2 separate regions of the Mus musculus genome follow, and region 1 is linked to region 2. Evidence: chromatin contacts called from public promoter capture Hi-C data. All regions are on one chromosome and are shown on one strand. The core of a region is the stretch at or near the end of the contact, and the rest is flanking DNA. Distances in the headings are between cores, read along the strand shown. Region 1 holds the start of Lmntd2 (lamin tail domain containing 2). Region 2 holds the start of Ptdss2 (phosphatidylserine synthase 2).

Region 1 (4,153 bases), core at 997-3,496, 83 kb before region 2:
TGGGGAGGGCACAGGCCATGAGATCAGGTCAGGTCTCCCTCTACCAAAGCCTGGCCCTCTTCTCTTGGCTTGCCACAACAACTGGCTCAGGACTGTGGCCTTCAGCCCTGCCCTCCTGTGCCCAGCCCCACCCGCAGGCCACACATTCCTGGAGTGGCTGGGGAACTAGTTTGGCCCTCATGAGCATTTTGAGGCGTCCCCTCCTTCACCAGCCTTCTCTTGCCCCACCCACCCCACTCCACTCCAGGAACGGGGTGAATCATTAACCAGGTCCAGGTTTTCCTGTCCCCCGGTCACCAGGCTCAAAGGCCACTACCCTTTTCACGCGGGCGACCGTCCCCAGGCACATAGTAATGACTATATGCAAATACAACGCCGGCCTCAGTCATGGAAACGCCCCCCCAGGGAGGGAACAGTCTTGGGCCTGGGAGAAGCTGAGAGTCACAACTCAGACAGACCTCCATCTCCGAACCGACCCCAGACCTGAGGAGCGCCCTCTGCCCCACGCCAGTCCCCGGTCCGCCTCTGCAGTCCCTCCCGTCCAGCCAGAGCTCTGGGTTCTGGTGGTCCCGCCCCACTGGGGGGGGTGGGCACAGCCCGCCTCACGGCAGATCCCCGGCAGCGCGGGATCCAGACGTCCCACTCTGCAGCGGACAGACGCAGGTGCAGCACGGCCACCACGCGTCCCTTCACCCAGATTCGCTTCTCCTCGGTCGAAGACGGCTCCCTGATGCCGCGCCCAGTGCTCAGGAGTCTCGAGAACCCGGCACAGCTCACCTGGGTACTTGCTGGCCTTCGGGACTTGGGCGCTTCGGTGCCGCCTCAACCTGCTGTCCCAGCGCCGCGGCGCGCCCAACCTCACGGCCTCATTGGCTCCCGGTCTTCACGCCCCGCCCCACAGCATCCCATTAGCTCGGAGGCGTGTGTCTCCCGCCCCATGCCCACTCCCATTGGCGACCCTTCTCCCACCACGCCCCATTGGCTCGTTACTCGGTCCCGCCCCGGAGGCAACCAGGTGTGGGCGGGGCCCTGAGTTAGGTAGTGGCCGGACGGAGTCGCCCCAGATGCTCACCTCTGTTAATCAATGCGGAAGCGCGTCTGCTGCTGCGTTAGCTCTGGGCTGATTGGCCCAAGTGAGGTGTGCTCCCAGCTCAGACTTCCTCAGCCGACTTTCAAAGTGCTGGTCTCCGCCCACAGAGAGGGCTCCTGACTGGAATCCTGCAACCCTGACGTGCACCCCATCTCAACAATCGCTCTAGGCCTTTTCAGCCCTGCTCCCTAAGGAATCTGTGGCTGAGGACACCGGGAAGAAAGGCCATGAACACTCCCGCCCACCTCGTTCCATTCCGGGCTGCTACCCGAGGGAGGTGGAGTTTAGTGGGCCCTGCACCCTGGTGGGGGAGGGGGTCGTCCCTGAGGCTGACTGGGACAAAGACCCTGGGATCTTTGTCTGAAGCTCCATCCTCTCCCCTCCCCCAACGGATCCAGCGTCCTCCACAGCAGTCCTCCTCTCCCTGAAGCGGGAGGGGGGCGGGGGGCTAATGGCTTCTCTGCTGCCCTGGTGGGGCTCTGTCTGCTCTGCCCCATCGCAATGCTGTGGGAGGAGATTCCCAAGCCCTTGTGGCCATAAGGAAGCAGATGGAAGTATGAGGCTGACAAGGTAGAAGGAACCTTCTGGGCCTCTCTTCTGATCTGAGGCAGAAGCAAGGTCCTTCAGGGTTCACTAGTGGAACTACCATTGGGGAGAGCCCAGAGGTGTGGAGATAAACACAGGAAGGCTTCCAAGAGTTAGGTAGAAGGCTATCAGACACAGCTTCACTTGTTGGCTAGAGTTAGCACAGCCTCTCCAGTCTCTTATCACCATCCTTGACTGCCCCTTAAATCAACTCACTTCCCTAGGACCATTTACATACTCAAGACACCTATACATACTTCTCTCTCTCTCTCTCTCTCTCTCTCTCTCTCTCACACACACACACACACACACACACACACACACACACACCACACTGAATTTACTCATAGGACACCATTGTTTTCCAGTACCAGCCTATCACCACTGGCTAGGGACAGGTAGTTCCCTGGGCCTCCTTGGCTTAGCTGGGTGGGTAGGAATCTGGTTTACAGATCCAGACCATATTGGTACAGAATGCACTCGTGGTCCTGGGCCGGGTCTCCCTGGATGCTTCTGGTAACAGACACCCTCCCCCCTCAGGTACAGAAATCCATGGCAACGGTATAGAATGCTTCCTTCCCTAGGCCTTCTGTGGGTTTAGGCCTCAGGTGAGTTTGGTGGTGAGTTCCTGGGCTGAGGGGGACATGAGTAGGAGTTTCAGGCAAAAGGTTAGCACCTAGCCTGAGTTTAAGTAGGGAAAGAGGGGACAGTAGGGAATATATGTATATACTGGGGATATGTTGCCCAGGAAAGTGACCTGCTGTCCTAGCCTGAAACATAGAGATGAGGACACTTGTGTGAGCAGCAGTCCTATGTCCTATTGAGTAGTCACCTGTAAGCCTCCTCAGAAAGAACTGGCAAGTGCTAACTGGGCCTCTGTGGCACACAGAGAGAGTCCTGTGAGGTTCCCACACCTGGGACACAGGACAGACTCTATTCTGCTTCCGGCCTTCCTTCCTTCCCAGCTCCTGAGCAACATCAAGCATGGCCCCTAAGTCTTGCCAGGAGTCTGAAGATAAGCAGGTATCCCCAGCTCCAGCAGGTGTACAGCCAGACAGCAGTGACTTAGGGTCTCCAGTTGGCACACCTGTCGACAGAGTGGCTCCTTCCTATTCTCAGAGCGCTAAGCTCTACACATCCACACCAATGGGCTGCTCCGTCAAGCAGCAGTAAGGAGGCAGCGGGGTGGGGCGGCCTCCTGGGCTGGGCCAGCCAACGGGCCAGCCTGATCAAACCACAGGGCTCTGAAATTGCAGGTTAGCCCCTGAAACCCTGGACCCACGTACCCTGAGGCTCTTATGGGAACAGAGAGAACTAGAGATCCAGGCACTTCGGTGGGCTGTTCAGAATGGCCACAATGCCCGATACTCCAGCATCCTGCAAGAGGTGGCAGGGGTTCCCTCTGAGCGGTCAGTGGTGAAACCCTCAGCCCAACCCAGGTCCTACCCTGCTGTGGCTCCTACTTTCTGTCTGACCCCAGCCTCAACCACTGAGCCCTCCTCTACCTGATTGCCTCTAACTTTACTCCTTGCATGACTTGACACTCTGCCATACCCTTGATTAAGTTACTGTGCTGGAAATGTCATCCTACTCCCTAGCATGTAGACCCCTGCCCAGACCTGTTAGGGTTTACTCTGCACTGGCCTGTTCTAATATGTGCCTCCAGGGTTTGGTGGCTGTGGGGCCTCCTTTACCTACTCTTCGGAACCCTTGCTTGACCTAGACTAAGGGGTATGATTGCCCCTCCTACCAGGAACTCCAAAAGTCAAGACAAATTCCTGCGGAACCAGGTCCAGAAGCTAACCCTGGAGCTGAAAGCACAGAAGGAACAAGCTCAGCAGGTGATGGGGTGGGATCAGGGATCAGGGCGATGACTTGGCAGGCTGTAGCTACCCACCTAGGGTTGGTCTGAAAGGTGGGGCCACTGGAGGCCTCTCTCACTGGCAGAAATTCCTCATCAGGAGAAACAGCAGTTAGAGGAGAAACTGCAGCAGAACCTCTGGGCAAAGCAGCAGCTGGAGGCTGAGCTTCAGACTTTTCAAAAATCATGCCTTCTGCAGCTAGCCCGTTCCTCTTGGGTGGGACGCGTGCTGAGGTCTCAGACCGGCAGCGTCGAGGTGAGTTTGTGCTCCTGACCTAATACCTCTCAGGCACCCCCCCCCCAACACTTCTTGATCGGTCAGCATGCTTTTGTAGGCAGGTGTCTTTGTCGGGGCTCCCGGCCCGCCTGTCTGAGAAACCTGTCTCCCTTGAGATGCCTCCACAAGGAGCAGTCCTCATTTAGTACACACACAGTGCTGTTAGGGTCAAAAGAAAGAGGCCCTGTGGGGGCAGGGTGACCTCTCTCCAGCTCCCTGTCAGCTCCTCTGTGGTTCCTTCTTGCAGGTGGTCACTACAGAGGTTCTGAGAGACCCCAGTGACTTTTCTGAGTCTGCTGAGATTCCCACTTCTGGGGAGGTGAGCAAGGCTTGCCACAGG
Region 2 (4,207 bases), core at 431-2,930:
TGTAAGCATCATTCCTCTTTGTCCTGTCATCCAGGATATGACTGAGATGGTGTGGGGTCAGTTATGGGGTTAGAGGCCATTATGTCCAGTCAAGAAGAATGGGGTATGGGATCAGTCTTCAGATTAGTTTATGGGGTTGCAACAGCCCGACTTATAGGCCATTTTAATGTCCAAAGGACCTCAAAGGTCAAAGAAGGCCATCGGCACTAGCTCTGGCACCATACCCACAACTTCAACTGCCCCATGCTCGCTTCCAAGCGCGCTCTCTCTCTCTCTCCCTCTCTCGCTCCCTCCAGGGTCTGGCTGTACTGGAAACTCACTATGTAAACCAGGCTCGCTTCAAACTCACAGAGACCCACCTGCCTCTGCCTTCCAAGTGCTGGGATTGCTTCTTTTCCCTCTAATGTTTTCACAGTCATTAGACGGAATCATATTGAAAAGCAGCTCTGGTTGGCTCTCACTGCAGAAGCTGTCCATAACCCAGGGAAGGTGCTAATAGTATAAGGTCCAGATGCAAAGCTATCTCCCACACCCAACCCACTTTCCTGCTATTTCAACTGTATCTCACCAGTGCCTCAGTTACCACTCCCACTTGCAAGCCAGAGATACAAGCTGACATACACAAGAGTCCCTTGGAGGACCCTATCTGTGTGATGGCACCTTCTCCTGAATTATCTTAACACTTCCAGACCAGGATTCTCTCTGATCAAATGTGTTCTGGACACTGCCACAGCTCTGTTCTCTCAGAGCAACTTCCACTTAACATCCCCTCCAGTGGGAACACATTTGTTTCTGTGCACTTGGGTGTCACTTGCCTGTAGGGCCCACCCTGGGACTCCAGTGTCGCATAGGTGGGTAGAAACTTGGCTGCCTGAAATAAAAGCAAAGCCATTCCTCTCATGAAGCGTGCTCCTTCTCACAAACAAGGAAAGGTGAAGGGTTAGCCCAAGGTCATGGGATTACACCTGGTCAGCCAGGGCGGTGGCATGGTCCTTCAAAGAAGCAAAACACCTGCAATTCCTACGCACTCAACTCCACGAAAGGCAGACGGGGCAACCTGACCCCAAAACTTGTCAGAGGTTGAGTTGTGCAAGCAAGGGTCACTGAAAAGGGTAGCTGTGAGGAAAATCTACCATACAGATATGCCATGCCCACCAGGCCAGTTCAGGGCAACGTTACGGGTGAAGAGCAGGGGAACAACAGCTATCCCCCAGAAAGGGAAACCTGAAAAGTCACTAATATGTAGTGGCCAGGCCTTCCAGAGCTCATCCCGGGGCTCCTCCGATCCGAAAAAACACTCGACATCTCATACGGAGACGACCACGGGGGGTTCCACGAGGGCCGGAGGGAGTGAGGCGCTCCCCTGGCTGATCCAGGCCCTGACGGTTCCCGATTCCAATCTAAACTGTCTGTCCCAAACTCCTGCCCCGACGCGGGGAGACCCTCACCAAAAGAAGGTGTTAGTGCCATCGTCGTAGACTTCAGACTCGGTGCTGCGGCGGCCCTTGAGCAGCGGAGACTCAGATCCCGAGCCTCCGGCGACTCTGCGCTCGCCCCTCCGCATGGCGCCCGGCCTGCGCAGCCCAGTAGGCTGCAGGCGGTGGGCTGGGGTCGCAGTGCTGCCCGGCGGGGTCTCCGCGGGAGTGGGGCGGGGCCGTGAGGCATTGTGGGACGCGTAGTGCGCGCCGGGCCGCAGGGCATGCTGGGCGCTGGAAAGCCCTAAACTGCCCGGTGGGAGGGACGCGGTCCGGTTGCTAGGAGACCGGCCGCGTGCTCCGCCTGACAGAGACTGTACAAGCCGGCTGGCACTGGCTGGTGTTGATAAAGTTCCGAAGACATATAATCTCTGGGGATAGGGACGCAAAAGAGACTCAACCTAAACTGTTGTGGTAGACAGCCCTGCCAAGCAAACTAAACTCCGGAAGCTGAGGCAGGAGGATTGAACGAATCCAAGGACAGCCTGAGTTATTCAAACCTTGAATTAAAAAAAAAAGGAGGCGCCGGGCACTGGTGGCCCATGCCTTTAATCCCAGCACTTGGGAGGCAGAGGCAGGCGGGTCTCTGAGTTCAAGGCCAGCCTGGTCTACAGAGTGAGTTCAAGGACAGCCAGAACTACACAGCGAAACCGTCTCGAAAATGAATGAATGAATGAATAAATAAATAAGATGAAATAGTGATAGAGAAATGGCTTAGCAGTTAAGATCACTGCCTGACCTTCTAGAGGATGGAGTTCAGTTTCCACTCTCACATAGCAGCAGTGGCTCCAATGCCCTCTTCTAGTATCTAGGGCACTGTATACAGTTGGTGTATAGATGCATACACTCAACCAAAACACTTATACACTAATAAATAGATGTAGATAGATAGATAAATTAGATAAATTATTGCCAGACATGATGGCATAGTCCTTTAATCCTAGCACTCAGGTATCAGAGGCAGGAAGATCTATATGTGTTTGAAGCCATCCAAGTCTACACACTGTGAGCTCTAGATCAGCCAAGGCTAGACTCTGTCTCAAACTTTAACGTAAATAAAAATTAATGACTAAATTAGCAGGACCAGTCAAGTTGGATAGTTGAAACTGGTATGGTTAGTTGCTGAGAGTACTTACATTTTGCCAGAGGTAGGGAATGGGCTTCTTGTCTGAGAGTGTGGGTCCTTCTTCAGTTTTCTCAGATGTGTTGGCTTGTGGTGCCACCAGCCTGCAATCCCAGCACTTTGAGGTGGAGGTATATATATCAGGGAGTCTGTGGTTATCCTTCACGTGAGATTAGGAGTTAGATAGATTCCCTGATAGGCAGACAGAGAAGAGAGAGCCTATTGGATATTGAAGATGACAAAATTCAGCCGGGTAGCGGTGGCCCACACCTTTAATCCCAGTACTCAGGAGGCAGAGGCAGGAAGATCTTTGTGAGTTTGGGGCAGCCTGGTCTACATAATGAGATCCTAGAAAACAAAGGCTACAAAGAAAAACTCTATCTTGAAACAAACAAACAAATAAACAATAAGATGGCAGACTCTTGGTTTCTTCTTCACCCTCCTTACCTGAAATAAAAGTCTAGCAGCTTAAAAGAAAGGCCTTGGTGAACCTTTTCTCCACCAGGAGGGTCACCAGTCCAGACAAGCTCAAGGCCAGATCAGGACATGTTTGCCCAAAAGTCGTGGGTTTGTCAGCCTCCCTGTCATTGTTCAAACTGACAAACCATAAATTAGAGGAGTAAGACCCCCCATCCCCCCAGAGATCCTTGGAGCTCTCAGCCTGTGTTGCTGGGTATGGATGGCACCAGTAGTCCAGACCTTTCATTCCAGGTCCCAGGGGCAGGCAGATCTCAGTGAGTTTGGAAGGTTAGTTTAATCTACATAGCAAGTTCAAGTCAGCCTGGGATATATAGTGAGATCCTGTCTCAAACAAACAACCACCCAGCCTTCAAAGGGACTTCAAAAAAGGGCTTCAGAGGGGCTCCTGAAGGCCCCCTTAGATCTGCAGAGGGTCTTTCTAGGTGACCTGTGCAGGGTTTTAGACCCAGGGACAAGGGCTGAAGTGCATATTTTACATACTAAAGCACATCTAGCTTCCAGGTTCTCCCAGCATCCCTCAGTCCCTACCTGGCATACCACGTTGCTACTCTGAACTTTCCAGTTCAGGGGCTGGGCTGCCCTTTAGCCAGATATTTTGGTCTCTCCTCCCCACCCCCCCCCTCCTCCTCCTTCTCCTTTTCCTCTTCTTTTTCTTCCTTCTTCCTCCTCCTTCTCTTCTCCCTCTTATCTCTCTACCCTCCCTCTCTCTGCATGCACTCTTCTCTCTTTCTTTTCCTACTCCCTGCTCTCTCCCTTTCCATGGTGACTTCCCTAGCCCCCTTCCTTGGTACCAGTGAACCCTCCTATCCAAGAGCAGTTTCCCAGTGTACCTGTGCTTATATGTACTTTAATTTGGCTTGAATTGGCTCATTTCACTGGTGGAGAAATAACTTATCAGCTGGTACCTTGATGCTGGGTTTCAGACCTAGGATAAGGGGCTGAGGTACATATTTACAAAGCCCATCTGGCCTTCAGGTTCTCACAGCATCAGCATCAGTCAGTCCCCCTCCATCCCCCTCACCCCCACCCCCAGTCTGAAACCCAATACCCCGTGTGCTTCTTCACCCTAATAAAAGCCTTTCTTTACCAGCCAAGTCTACTGCTTGTGCCTTTAAAAAAAAAAAGATTT

What was found. Capture Hi-C pulls out chosen DNA fragments and counts their contacts.
Region 1: a promoter capture Hi-C map of adipose tissue shows a contact between it and region 2. The contact joins the promoter of Lmntd2 here to the promoter of Ptdss2 in region 2. A contact is called at or near these places in 4 of 39 promoter capture datasets (cranial neural crest, fetal liver, liver and 1 more), 11 of 484 Hi-C or Micro-C datasets (B cells, the G1E-ER4 cell line, Th1 cells and 6 more), 9 of 115 datasets of contacts at active chromatin or transcription factors (the SCID.adh cell line, effector CD8 T cells, embryonic stem cells and 4 more) and 4 of 9 other capture datasets (adipose tissue, liver, macrophages and 1 more).

What each region holds. Positions count from the first base shown.
Region 1 is chr7:141,212,565-141,216,717 of GRCm38.p6, reverse strand. It overlaps Lmntd2 (lamin tail domain containing 2), which reads left to right and starts at 2,246. Exons shown (of 14, transcript NM_001382822.1): 1 at 2,246-2,283; 2 at 2,641-2,844; 3 at 2,932-3,084; 4 at 3,429-3,516; 5 at 3,637-3,792; 6 at 4,061-4,132. The coding sequence starts at 2,660. Rassf7 (Ras association (RalGDS/AF-6) domain family (N-terminal) member 7) reads right to left here and starts at 858. Exons shown (of 6, transcript NM_025886.3): 1 at 778-858.
Region 2 is chr7:141,128,759-141,132,965 of GRCm38.p6, reverse strand. Ptdss2 (phosphatidylserine synthase 2) reads right to left here and starts at 1,680. Exons shown (of 12, transcript NM_013782.4): 1 at 1,449-1,680. The coding sequence starts at 1,564.